Regions from separate parts of the Pan troglodytes genome. Here region 1 is linked to region 2. The links are chromatin contacts, called in public HiChIP or PLAC-seq maps. All regions are on one chromosome and are shown on one strand. Each heading gives the region's core, a stretch centred on a gene start, on an enhancer-like site or on the middle of the called end of the contact. The rest is flanking DNA. Distances are from core to core; before and after follow the strand shown.

Region 1 (6,171 bases), core at 3,507-6,006, 180 kb before region 2:
AACGTCTCATATGAAGGTCACCAATGACTTCCATGTTATTAAATCAATTCTCTAGGTACTTGACTTATCAGGAGTTTGTGACATTTCCATAACACATTTCTTTTTGAAGTACTTTTAAAACTATATTATACTTCCAAGACATCACAGTTTCCTGATTTTCCTCCTGCCTCCATGGCCAGTGGTTCTCAGGCTAGGAATGTTAGATTTAACAAACAAAAATACAGTTAATCCTGAATTTCAGGTAAATAACAAATAACTTTTCGTATAAGTTTATGCCAAATATTGCATGAGATAATTATGTATTAAAAATTATTTGTTTAAAATACAACTGGGTGTCCTTTATTTCATTTGGTAGCCCTATATCTGTCTGTTTTTCTGGATTCCTCCTTATCTCCACAACTTCTCTTCTCCATCTATACTCACTCCCTAAGTGATCTCATCCTATCGTGAGGCTTTAAAAACTATCTATCTGCTGAAGACTTTCAAATTTGTATCAACAGTCCAGACTTCCCCTTTTTACTCCAAACTTACATATATGTCTACTGATATCTCCTCTTTGATATCCAGTGGGCATCTCAAGTTAACACAACCAAAACTAATTTTTTTTTTTTTTTAGATGAAGTCTTGCTATGTCACACAGGCTAGAATGCAGTGGCGTGATCTTGGGTCACCGCAACCTCTGCCTCCTGGGTTCAAGCGATTCTCCTGGCTCAGTCTCCCAAGCATCTGGGACTACAGACATGCACCACCACACCCAGCTAATTTTTGTATTTTTTGGTAGAGATGGGGTTTCACCATGTTGGCCAGGCTGGTCTTAAACTCCTGGCCTCAAGTGATCTGCCCGCCTTGGCCTCCCAAAGTGCTGGGATTACAGGCGTGAGCCACTGCACCCAGCCCCAAAACTGAACTTTAATCTCCTCCAAAGAACCCTGCTCCTTCTGCAGTCTTCCCCACCTCAGAAAATGGCAATTTTTATCCTCCCAGTGCGAAGGCCCCAAACTGTGGAGTCATCACCAATTATTCCCTTTTTTGTATACGCCATCCCCATGTCTTCAGCAAATCCTTTTGCCTTCATCTTCAAAATGTATCCCCAAATGAATCACATCTCTGGAATCTCTCATCTGTAATATAGAAACAACCTCCTAGATAGTCTCCCTGCTCCTTCCTAGAGTCTATGGTTTATTCTCAAAACTGAAGCAGGAATGATTCTGAGTCTAAGCAGATTCCTTATGCTCAGATCCCTCCAGTGCTTTCCCATCTCTCTCCTAATAAAAGGAAAAGTTTTACAACCACCTGTAAGGCCCTGTACAAATATGGCATTCCATGACTTCTCTGATCTAAATTCTCTCTGCCTTGCTAATACTACTAAGACAACCCTGCTCTTTTCCTGTTCTTCAGACAACCCAGGCACCCTCCCACTTAGAAGCCTTTGTGCTTTGTTTTCTCTGCCTGAAATAGTCTTCCTCTGGATAGCTGCATGGGTCACTCTCCCACCTCCTACTGCTGTCTTCTCAGATACTATGCTTTCAATGTGGCATTCTCTGATCACCCAGTATTAAATTGCAAGCACTCTCCACCTCAGTACTACATAATTACCAACCTTGTTTTATTTTCCTTTGAAACTTATCATCATGTGTATTAGTCTATTTTATGCTGCTACAACAGAAGACCTGAGATGGGTAATTTATGAACAATAGAAGTTTATTAGGCTCATAGTTATGAAGGGTGAGAAGCCCAAGAGCATGGCACAAGAATCTGGTGAGAGCCTTCATGCTGCACCATTCCATGGCAGCAGGCAGAAGGGCAAGAGAGCATGTGTGAGATTGAAAGAGCAAGAGAGAGCCAAACTTTTTTTTTTGAGATAGAATCTCACTCTGTCACCCAGATGGGAATGCAGTGGTGCGATCTCAGCTCACTGCAACCTCTGCCTCCTGAATTCAAGCACTTCTTATGCCTCAGCCACCAGAGTAGCTGGGACTACAGGCATGCACCACCACGCCCAGCTAATTTTTTATATTTTTAGTAGAGATGGGGTTTCCCCGGGTTTCCCAGGCTGGTCTCAAACTCCTGAGCTCAGGCTACCCACCTGCTTTGGCCTCTCAAAATGCTGGGATTACAGGCATGAGCCAGTGCCCAGCCCAAACTCACTTTTCTAACAAGCCCACTCCTGCAATAATAACTCACTCCTGTGACAATGACATTAATCCATTCACAAGGGCAGAGCCCGCCTGGCCTAATCACTTATTATGCTCTACCTCCCAACACTGTTCCATTACGGATTAAGTTTCCACCACATGGCTGGGTGCCATGGCTCACACCTGTAATCCCAGCAATTTGGGAGGCCCAGGTGGGAGGACTGCTTGAGTCCAGGAGTTTGAGATCAGACTGGGCAATATAGTGAGACCTCATCTCTACAAAAAAATTAAAAATTAGCTGAGCATGGTGACATGGACCTGTAGTCCCAGATACTTAGGAGGCTGAGATGGGAGGATCTCTTGAGCCTGAGAGGTGGAGGTTGCAATGCACCTAGATCGCACCACTGCACTCCAGCTTGGGTGACAGAGTGAGACCCTGTTTCAAAAAAAAATTTCCAACACATGAACTTTGGGGCACACATTCAAACCATAGCTGCATCCAACATACTACAGGTTTTACTTTATTTTTTTTATTTTTGGTCTGTTTCTCTCTCCAAGAATGTAAGCTTGAGGAAGACAGGAATTTTTGCCTATTTTGCAAACTAATGTATCTCCAGCACCTATAAGTAGCATGAATGTGGTCTCTTCAAAGCCTGGTACTTGGTAGGCACTCAATAAATAGAATAAATAGTTATTGAATGAATGCATAAATAAATGAATGAATGAAACTAAAGAATACGCATAAAGCAGCTGTCACCAGGTGACAGATTATTGAGAAATCCCAGAACAAAGGAAGCAATAAAGAAAAGATGAGTTTGGGAGGGTAATGAAAAGCTCAGTCTTGGCAGAGAGGAAAGCAGAGGGACCCTGGCTGTCTTTTCCTTTCTTTCAACCTACTAGTAAAAGGCGGGAGCTGTCCAGCATGGACCTCCTGAAGTTGGAGTGCCGCTGCAGGGACGAAAGCCTGCTTTCCTAACCCTGCCCAGGATCACTTCATTGCCATCCTTTGTTCCCTGTGTGCTTATCCTTCCCAGTCCTTTTCCCTTTACTCAAATGTGTCCAGAAAGCCCATGAGCTACATGAAGTCTTATTGTTCCCAAGCTTTTCAAAAAGCTTTACTCACTCCAGTAACTTCCATGCCATTAAAGTGATGACTGGGATGACAGAAACAGTGTCTTCATAAATGTATCCATTGAAATGTGTTTGGTGCTTCCTTTGTGTGTATCTCTCAAAAATCAGCTTTTCAAATTTGGTGAAAAGCCAAGATTGGGGGCTCAATAATCTAGCAAATTTCTTAATGAGAAAGCCCTGCTTCTCTATCACACACCTAGTTGATTGAGTTGTGTGTCTCCCCTCCCCAACCTCTAAAGACATGTCTACTTGAATCCTGTGAATCCCAACAAGTTTCTCATCTCCATCTGAGACCACCTCAGCCTGGACCTTATTGTCCATATCACTATCAACATTTTGATCAAAGCCATTCAACAAGCCTCTAGGAAGTTCCAAACCTTCCCACACTTTCTTATATTCTGAGCCCTCCAAACTGTTCCAACCTCTGCCTGTTACCCGGTTCCAAAGTCACTTCCACATTTTAAGGTATCATTACAGCAGTACCCCACTCTCAGTATCAATTTACTGTATTAGTCCATTTGCCCATTGCTGATAAAGACATACCTGGGGCTGGGTAATTTATAAAGAAAAAGAGGATTAATGGAATCACAGTTCCATTAATCTGTGGATTCCATTAATTAACACAGTTAATTCCATTCCATTAATTAACACAGTTCCATTAATGTCTGGGGAGGCCTTACAATCATAGTGGTAGGTGAAGGGTGAAAGGCGCATCTTACATGGCAGCAGGCAAGAGAGAGCTTGTGTAGGGGAACTCTCACTTATAAAACCATCAGATCTCATGAGACTTATTCACTATCATGAGAAGAGTATGGGAAAGACCCGCCCCCATGATTCAATTAACCTTCCACTGGGTCTCTCCCATGACACATGGGAATTGTAACACATGGGAAATATAATTCAAGATGAGATTTGGATGGGGACACAGCCAAATCATATGACCTGCCAATATTTATTATCTGTCTGTTTTATTTTAGCCATCTTAATGGATATGAAGTGGTATCTTATCCTGTCCTTTTAGGGACAGGAGTCAGAAATCTCAGAGAAGCAGGGGTTACTGGTGGGATCACGGAGCTGCTCAGAGCCTAGTAAAAGGGAAAGGTTTTAATATCATTTGGAGCCACTGTGGTTCTCCCAGAGGAAGCTCCTGTCATCCAGAGAGCGGTGAGCTCCCAAACAAGCAGAGACTTCAATTCCTAAACAGGCATAAGCTTCATTCAGGGTGTTCACTGGCCACGACCAGGGACGCCCAGCACCCAGTGCAGGGCCTGCCCTGGAAGAGGTCAGTAGTGCAAAGAAGTTAGGGCTGGAACTGGGAGGAAATTCGAGCATGCGTCCCAGCCAGAGGCTGAGCTTGCGGGCGAAGAACACGGCAGCGCTGGGAACCGGGCTAGGGCTTTCCGTGTGGGCCGCGCCTGCCGGCCCTCTCTGTTGTCCCACTTGGCACGGACTGGGCTACCGCCCACGGTTTGACTTCCGCCACCAGCAACCAAGGGAACCAGATCCCAAGGGAACCAGCACCCCTGGGCGCTCGCGGCCCGAAGCCTGAGGTTCCCGCCCCGCCCCGGCAGGGCGGCCCCGCCGACACCCGTAGCGGTCCCGCCCCCCGCGGCCGCACCGCCTCCTGCCTGGTCTCGGGTGCCAGCGCCGCCGGCGGAGAACAGGAGCATGGAGGGCGGGCTGGGGCGTGCTGTGTGCTTGCTGACCGGGGCCTCCCGCGGCTTCGGCCGGACGCTGGCCCCGCTCCTGGCCTCGCTGCTGTCGCCCGGCTCCGTGCTTGTCCTTAGCGCCCGCAACGACGAGGCGCTGCGGCAACTGGAGGCCGAGCTGGGCGCCGAGCGGTCTGGCCTGTGCGTGGTGCGGGTGCCCGCCGACCTGGGCGCCGAGGCCGGCTTGCAGCAGCTGCTCGGCGCCCTGCGCGAGCTCCCCCGGCCCAAGGGGCTGCAGCGACTGCTGCTTATCAACAACGCGGGTAAGACCCCGGGGCTGGAGCGGACTCCCCATGTGAGCGCCCACTTCCTCCACCGCTGGGGAATTTAAGGGCTACTCCTAGGGGGTCAGATAGGACGCCTAGAAATCTAAAGCCCTAGTTGTTCCAGCTTGAGTAGCAAGTGGAGGCGAGGTGTACAGGAAGGCTCGGTGCCGTCGGGACAACAGGCTGCCCCCACTTCCTGGAAGATTGGCCAGCCGGGTTTTCCAAAGCGCCTGTAGAACTTTCCCGAGCCCCTTGCTCTGCGCCCTCTGGCGGAGGCCTGAGTCAGGGCTTGGAGTCTCCAAACAAGTAAACTCTCTGCTTCTCCAAAGGACCCCTAGAGCTTTCCTTCAGCCCCACGGCAAGGCAGGTGCCTTCTCATTCTGCAGCTTGGAATGGCTGGGTTCCCCAGCTGTGTCTTTCCGCAGAGCTGGGGAAGAGAGAAGCCTCTTCAGAAGCGCTAGGCAGCTTCCTCCTCTAGGTCTGCATGGAAAGAGGATATCTGGAGGAACTTGGGAGGGCTGGGGAAGAAGAAAGCCCCGCCTGCACTGAGTTACTCCTAAGGGTTGGTTTTTCAGGCTCTCTTGGGGATGTGTCCAAAGGCTTCGTGGACCTGAGTGACTCCACTCAAGTGAACAACTACTGGGCGCTGAACTTGACCTCCATGCTCTGCCTGACTTCCAGCGTCCTGAAGGCCTTCCCGGCCAGTCCTGGCCTCAACAGAACCGTGGTTAACATCTCGTCCCTCTGTGCCCTGCAACCTTTCAAAGGCTGGGCGCTGTACTGTGCAGGAAAGGCTGCTCGTGATATGCTGTTCCAGGTCCTGGCGCTGGAGGAACCTAATGTGAGGGTGCTGAACTATGCCCCAGGTAGGTGGGAAGTCCTGCCGTCCCTGTCCTCCAGAACCCACTGGTGCGCCTCTGGGGGCTGGGC
Region 2 (5,624 bases), core at 3,093-5,592:
TAATGTAGCAATGTTAGTTTCTTAGTTTTGAAAAATGTACTGTGGCAATGCAAGACGATAGCAGAGGACAATGGGTGAGGGCTAGGCAGGAATTGTTTGCTGTCTTTTGACTTCTCTAAAATTATTCCAAAATAAAAAAATTTTAAAAAAGCTAACCAAAGAGTCCTTATTTTTTAGAGATACCTACTAGTGGGTTCAATGAAATGATGGGATGTTTGGGCTTTGCTTCAGAGTAATTCATTGATTGGGTTGTGGGGGGTGGGTGCATAGATGAAACAAGGCCGGCTTTAAGTTGGCAACTGTTGAAGCTGGATGATGGGTGCATAGGGGTTTACTGACAACTATCTCCAGATTAGTATGTTTGTAAACTTCCATAATAAAAAGTTGACAACAAGCAAACAAACAAACAAACATGAACTCTGGAGACAGACTGCCTGGGAAGTTACTTAATCTGTTTGTGTGCTGTAGTTTTCTTACCCATAAATTGGAGATCATTGCACCTGCCTCAAAGGGTTGTTGTGAAAATTCAGTAAGTCAATACACAAAAAGGCTGGAATGATGCTTGGCTATCGTCACCATCTTACAGGGAGAAAGATGGTCACAGACCACCAACACTCATCACCCTTTCTTCACACTCTGACCCTCCACACCCTCCACCCTCTTTCTGCCCATCCTCTTGCATAGGGAGACCCTTGAGGGAATAAAGAGGAGTTCTAGAGTGACTCCAGGGAATAAGAAAAGACCTTGGTAACAAATCCTGCAGAAAGCGGTGAGATTAATTGGGGAATAAGGGTCATGTCCCTGGCATGGGTGCTGGGAATGAACCCTGGATTATCAACCACCTTGAAGCAGGCTTCTGTCAGGCCAGCACAAGGTACTATGAGCATATATATTACACAACTATTACATGCCAGGGCAGGACATAGAGATGTGGGCTGGGCCCTAAAGGAGCTCATCAACCCAGTACATACGTAGCCAACCTTTGTGTCTTTAGACTCACCTCCTTAGAGACACCCCAACTCTGGGATGTCTCAGCACTGATGAACCTTACACTGTCAAACATGCCACCACTTGCAATTTTGTAAGATCCCTAAGGGACAATTTGGAGAAAAGTTGGTCCACCTCCCCAGTCACAACCTTACAAGTCAATTTAATTCAAGTCCGCAAAGCCCTACTGAATTGTCTCCAGGATATTCATGTATATAACAAATCTTCATTAAGCACCTCTTAACTGCCAGGCACTGTGCTGAGCCTTGGAGAGTCAACAGGGAGTAAAGGCAGGCACAGCCCCCACTTCTGCAAAGTCCATAGTCGAAAGAGAGACACAGATGGCAAAGAAATACTCATCACAAATCAATGTATACACCGAGATAGGTACTTTGCAGTAAGCGAACACTCAAAAATCCAACCTGGGAGTGGCAGGAGGCTTCTCCAAGAAAGTGATGCTTCATGGATACACCAGGGATGAGGAAGAATGGGAACAAGAGTTGGGGGTAGAGGAAGAGGTGATGTTCCAAGCAGATGGCCCAGTGGTGGGAGGGAACGTGGTGGGTTCAGAGGCTGAAAAGCAGCCAGTGTGATGTGAAGGAGGGTGCGAAGTGTGGGTGGGTGGGTGGTGGGATTCAAGGAAGAAGTAGTCAGTGGGGTGGGCCATGCATACTTTGGGGGCCCCTTCAGAAGTGAGGTCTTTATCTCAGAAGCAGGGGAAGCCATTGGAGGGTATTTAAATCTACAAGGGCGTGGGGAGTCCCTTGATCAGATCTGCACTGTTGGGACTCTGACTTGCAGAAAGAGGAAGGACTGGAAGAGGGCCAGAGTGGAAGCAGGGAGACCTGTTGTGAGGCTACTGCAGTGACCCAGGAAATAGACGATGGGGGCTTGGTCTAGGATTCTGGCAGTAGAGATGGGTGGACTTGAGAGCTGTGTAAGAGGTAAGATCACTGGGCCTCTGGTTGCATTTAAAGGGTGAGGGAGAAGAAGGAAAGAACACAGGCGGCTCCCAGGTTTCTGGCTGCATTGATTGGGTGGCAAGTTGGGCTGCTTGCAGAGCCAGGGAGCCATGCGGGAGGAGCAGGTATGGAGGAAAGAGAAGATCCTTAACATGGATGAATCACATGCAACGTGCTTTATGCAGGCCACTATGCTGGAGGAGGGGAGCTTCAAAAGTGCATACAACAAACACTTTTACTGCCTTCAAGAGCAGTGCCAAAAAGAAGTACCGCTATGGCTGCAGGAACGGGGTAGCCTAAAATGTTTATCTATGGCTCTAGAGCAGTGCTCACAGCACAGGGCTCAGTCATATAAGCCACTAAGACGTATTTGATAAATGTCTGTTAGGTCACTGAATGTCCCTAGTGCCACATACAGATAACAGACACCAGGACAAAAAGAAAAAGGAAAAAAAAAAAAGGAAACACAAATCTTTTACTCGGCACATTACTATATGCCTAACCTGTCTCCATCAGGGTAAGACAGAGGCAGAGAAGGGCAAGTTCAGCCCCTTCTTGCAAAAGGCCTACAGGGGGTCTGAGGAAACCAAGTCGTCACACAGCAAACATTTAGAAGACCACAGGGCAGACTGTATGGAGAGCTATGAGGATCTGACTCAGGTGGCCAAAGAGGTGTGCAGGAGGAAGCCTGCGATCTGATGGGACCAGAGAAGAAGGGAGCAAGTGTTTGCCAGAGAGGCAGGCCCGTCTGAGCCTTTAAGAATGAGCAGAATGGGGGTGGGAGCGGGGACAGGCAATGTAATAAGGTCACTCAAGTCCAGGCAGGGACACCCCGACACTCTCGCCCCAGATGGCCTCCTACACTGGAAGGAAGATGCCAGTCTCACCTCGGATACCTACATGCTGAGATGGCCTACTTTTAAAAGGAATTAAAGTCCTGTTAAGAAACACTGGGGACATTTTTTTCAGACGGCTCAGGAGCCAAGTTCCCTAATTATCAGCAAAGCTCGGGGCACCCCCTTGCTGGAACCAGTCCCCCTTCCACCACAACAACAAAAAAAGAAGAAAAAAGCCACCGCACCGACCTTAGCACAATTTCCTTTCTTCCTTCAAAGTTCTTTTCTGGCCGCCTCGGCTGCCGCCCACCCCTGGCAAGCCCCGGTTCACTTCAGCGGTCTCTCTGCCTGTTTCCTAATAAATTCCGTCTCCTTGGTGCGGGAGGCGCGGGAGCCCGAGGGTCTGCGGCGCGGGAGCGGCCCCTCCCCGGCTCCGGTCTCCGGGCCCAACAAGGCGCCCGGGCTCCGCGTTCCACCCCCGCCTCCGCAGTCTAGGGCCGAGTCGGCGACGCCCCAAAGGAGGTCCCGGAGGGAAAGGACCCCTGTCGCCGTGCCCCGAAGAGCCTGAGCGGGTGTGCCCAGAGCCAGTACCCGGCGGCGCGGGGACCCGGGCGCGGGAGACCCTCCGCGGAGGACACAGCGAGGAAGAGGCTGGGGGGGTTCCCGGGCGGCAGCCCCTCGGAGGGACGACGGCCCCAGGGGATGACACAGCGTTTCCCCCGCTCGCCCTGGCTGCGTCCCCTCAGGGCATCGGCCGGCTTGCTGCGTCAGCGAATCCTCAGCCCGAGATGGAGAGCAGGGACCGGGGACGCCGGACCGCCGCTCGCCTCGGCACTCGCCCCCTCAACCTGCTGCGCGCGCCGGGCCCGGCTTGGGGGCCAGGGCTGGGGAGTGACCGCGGGGCGCGACGCTGCCCGGCGGCACCGCCAGCAGCTCGAAAGGAACGTCAGTCCCCACCGGGGGAAAAAGTTAGAAGGCATCCCGGCCACGCCAACTTCCCATCCAGGGCCAGACTAGAACTTTGAGTCCGGGGCGGGCAGCTGCACAACCCGGAGCAACCCTGAGCAGCCGCTCGAAGCCGTGCGCTCGGGACCTTGCCCGCAGCCGGCGGTGGCCAATCACAGGGCGCCGCGGGCGGGAAAGGCTAGAGGGCGCGGGCAGTCGGGGAGTGACGGCGCCAAGGGCCAATAGGAAGCCAAGATGGGAGTCCGCGCCCGCCCCGCTGACCAATGGGAAAAGGGTGGCTGTGACCGAGGCCCCCCCCCCCCCCCGGCGCTAGCTGCAGGCTCCGCTGGCCGCGGGTGGGAGACCCTTGGGCGGAAGGGGACTTTGGAGGGGAGTTTGCTCGTCCTCTCTTTGCCACCCGCCGGCCCGCAGACCACAGCCCGGACCTCACCTGCTGGAAGCGGGGTTTGCCCAGTTGGAAAGGAGGTGCATCGCTCGAGGCGCTAGCGGCACTAGCCGCCGCCGCCGATGCTGTAGTCGCTGTATCCGCCATGGCCACTGACGCCCGCAATCTCCGGCCCTTTTAAAATGTCCCTCCTCGGCCCCCGCCACAGCTGCCTCTCCCGATTGGCCCTAATCAACCGCAGCGAGCGGGAGGCGCAAGGCGTTGTGGGGAGTGTAGTTTTTCGCGTCGCGGCGCTTACAACCGTAGACTGCGGAGAGTCGCGGCCGTCCGGAGAGGTCTCGGTGCCCGCTGTCCGCGTTGCAAGGTGCAAGGTCGGCAGTCCAGGAAAGGTGTTCCTGTACGACGACCACGGGCCACCCCTCGCTGCTTAGTTGCCCCCAGAAGTTAGAGTTGTTGCCGTGGGCGTCGCTCCTGGGGCCAGGCAGCGCAGAAGGGTCCCATTCAAGGGGGAACCTGGGACCAGATGGGCAAAGACTCCAGGCGGAGTAGGGTTAACCTCGGAAGGCTTTCTCCAAGGAGTTGCACTGCGGACCTTCTCGTACTTTCCTCCGTCGCCACCCTGCCCACTCGTCCTGTGCTCTCCGGCTGCCCTGACACTCAGTTCCTGGAGCATGCTGGGGCCTGCCCGCCTCCCGACCCCTGAACATTCTGTGCCCAGAAGACTAAATCTTCGCCTGATGCTGGCTTTCTGGCTTTAGCCTAAACATTGCATTTCCCAGTCCATCACTCTGCTTGCACAAAATCCCACAGAGGCTCCGTGGCACCCAGCACTTCTCTTTTGCACTCACAACTACTTACTGTTCTGGACAGTCTTTCTTACTGTAAAGTTCACAGGGCAGGGGCTATGACTTTTTGATTCACTTCAGTTTTCAGAGCCAGACATAAAAGGGCTCACAGTAGAGACTCAAATAAGTGTTGGCTGTGAGTTCATCAGTGGGGGATTAAGAGCCCTGGCAGCTTTCACCTTGTCTGGCCAACCAAGGAAGATCCCTCCTGGGCCTAATTCCTGGGCAGGAGGAGAACTTGGGACTAGGGTGGGTGGGGAGGGTGTTAGGTAAGGGGGAGTATTACAGATTGTGGAGTAAGCATCAGTATGGATAATAAACACATACAGTTGTAGAATGGATTAGCTGAAGATTCCCAGCTGAATTACCTGGTCAGTGAGCCAGACTTCGGGAGCTGCCTGTTTTGCCCAAGATGACAGTAGAAATATTTGGTCTTCTAGGGAACCCCACTTTGGGTCTCATTAGTCTCGTGGTGGAGTGCAGGGTTGGCTCATGTCTGCCAGTGTTTCTGGACACTACATGAGCTGTAGCAGTCAAAGTTTTTCATCCTCTAGTAGTTGAACCACAAGAAACACTTTTCATAAAGCTAGGGGGAGATTCTAGCTAGCCACGAAGAACAATTTGTATCTTGGATTTGTATCTT

What was found. HiChIP or PLAC-seq counts read pairs in DNA pulled down with a chosen protein or histone mark.
Region 1: an H3K4me3 HiChIP or PLAC-seq map of stem cell-derived excitatory neurons shows a contact between it and region 2, with 10 times the contacts expected there. The contact joins the promoter of SPR here to the promoter of SFXN5 in region 2. A contact is called at or near these places in 1 of 7 Hi-C or Micro-C datasets (stem cell-derived neural progenitor cells) and 1 of 1 datasets of contacts at active chromatin or transcription factors (stem cell-derived excitatory neurons).

The regions. Positions count from the first base shown.
Region 1 is chr12:49,859,176-49,865,346 of NHGRI_mPanTro3-v2.0_pri, reverse strand. It overlaps SPR (sepiapterin reductase), which reads left to right and starts at 4,756. Exons shown (of 3, transcript XM_016948761.2): 1 at 4,756-5,238; 2 at 5,817-6,107. The coding sequence starts at 4,935.
Region 2 is chr12:49,674,786-49,680,409 of NHGRI_mPanTro3-v2.0_pri, reverse strand. It overlaps SFXN5 (sideroflexin 5), which reads right to left and starts at 4,342. Exons shown (of 15, transcript XR_010149103.1): 1 at 4,182-4,342.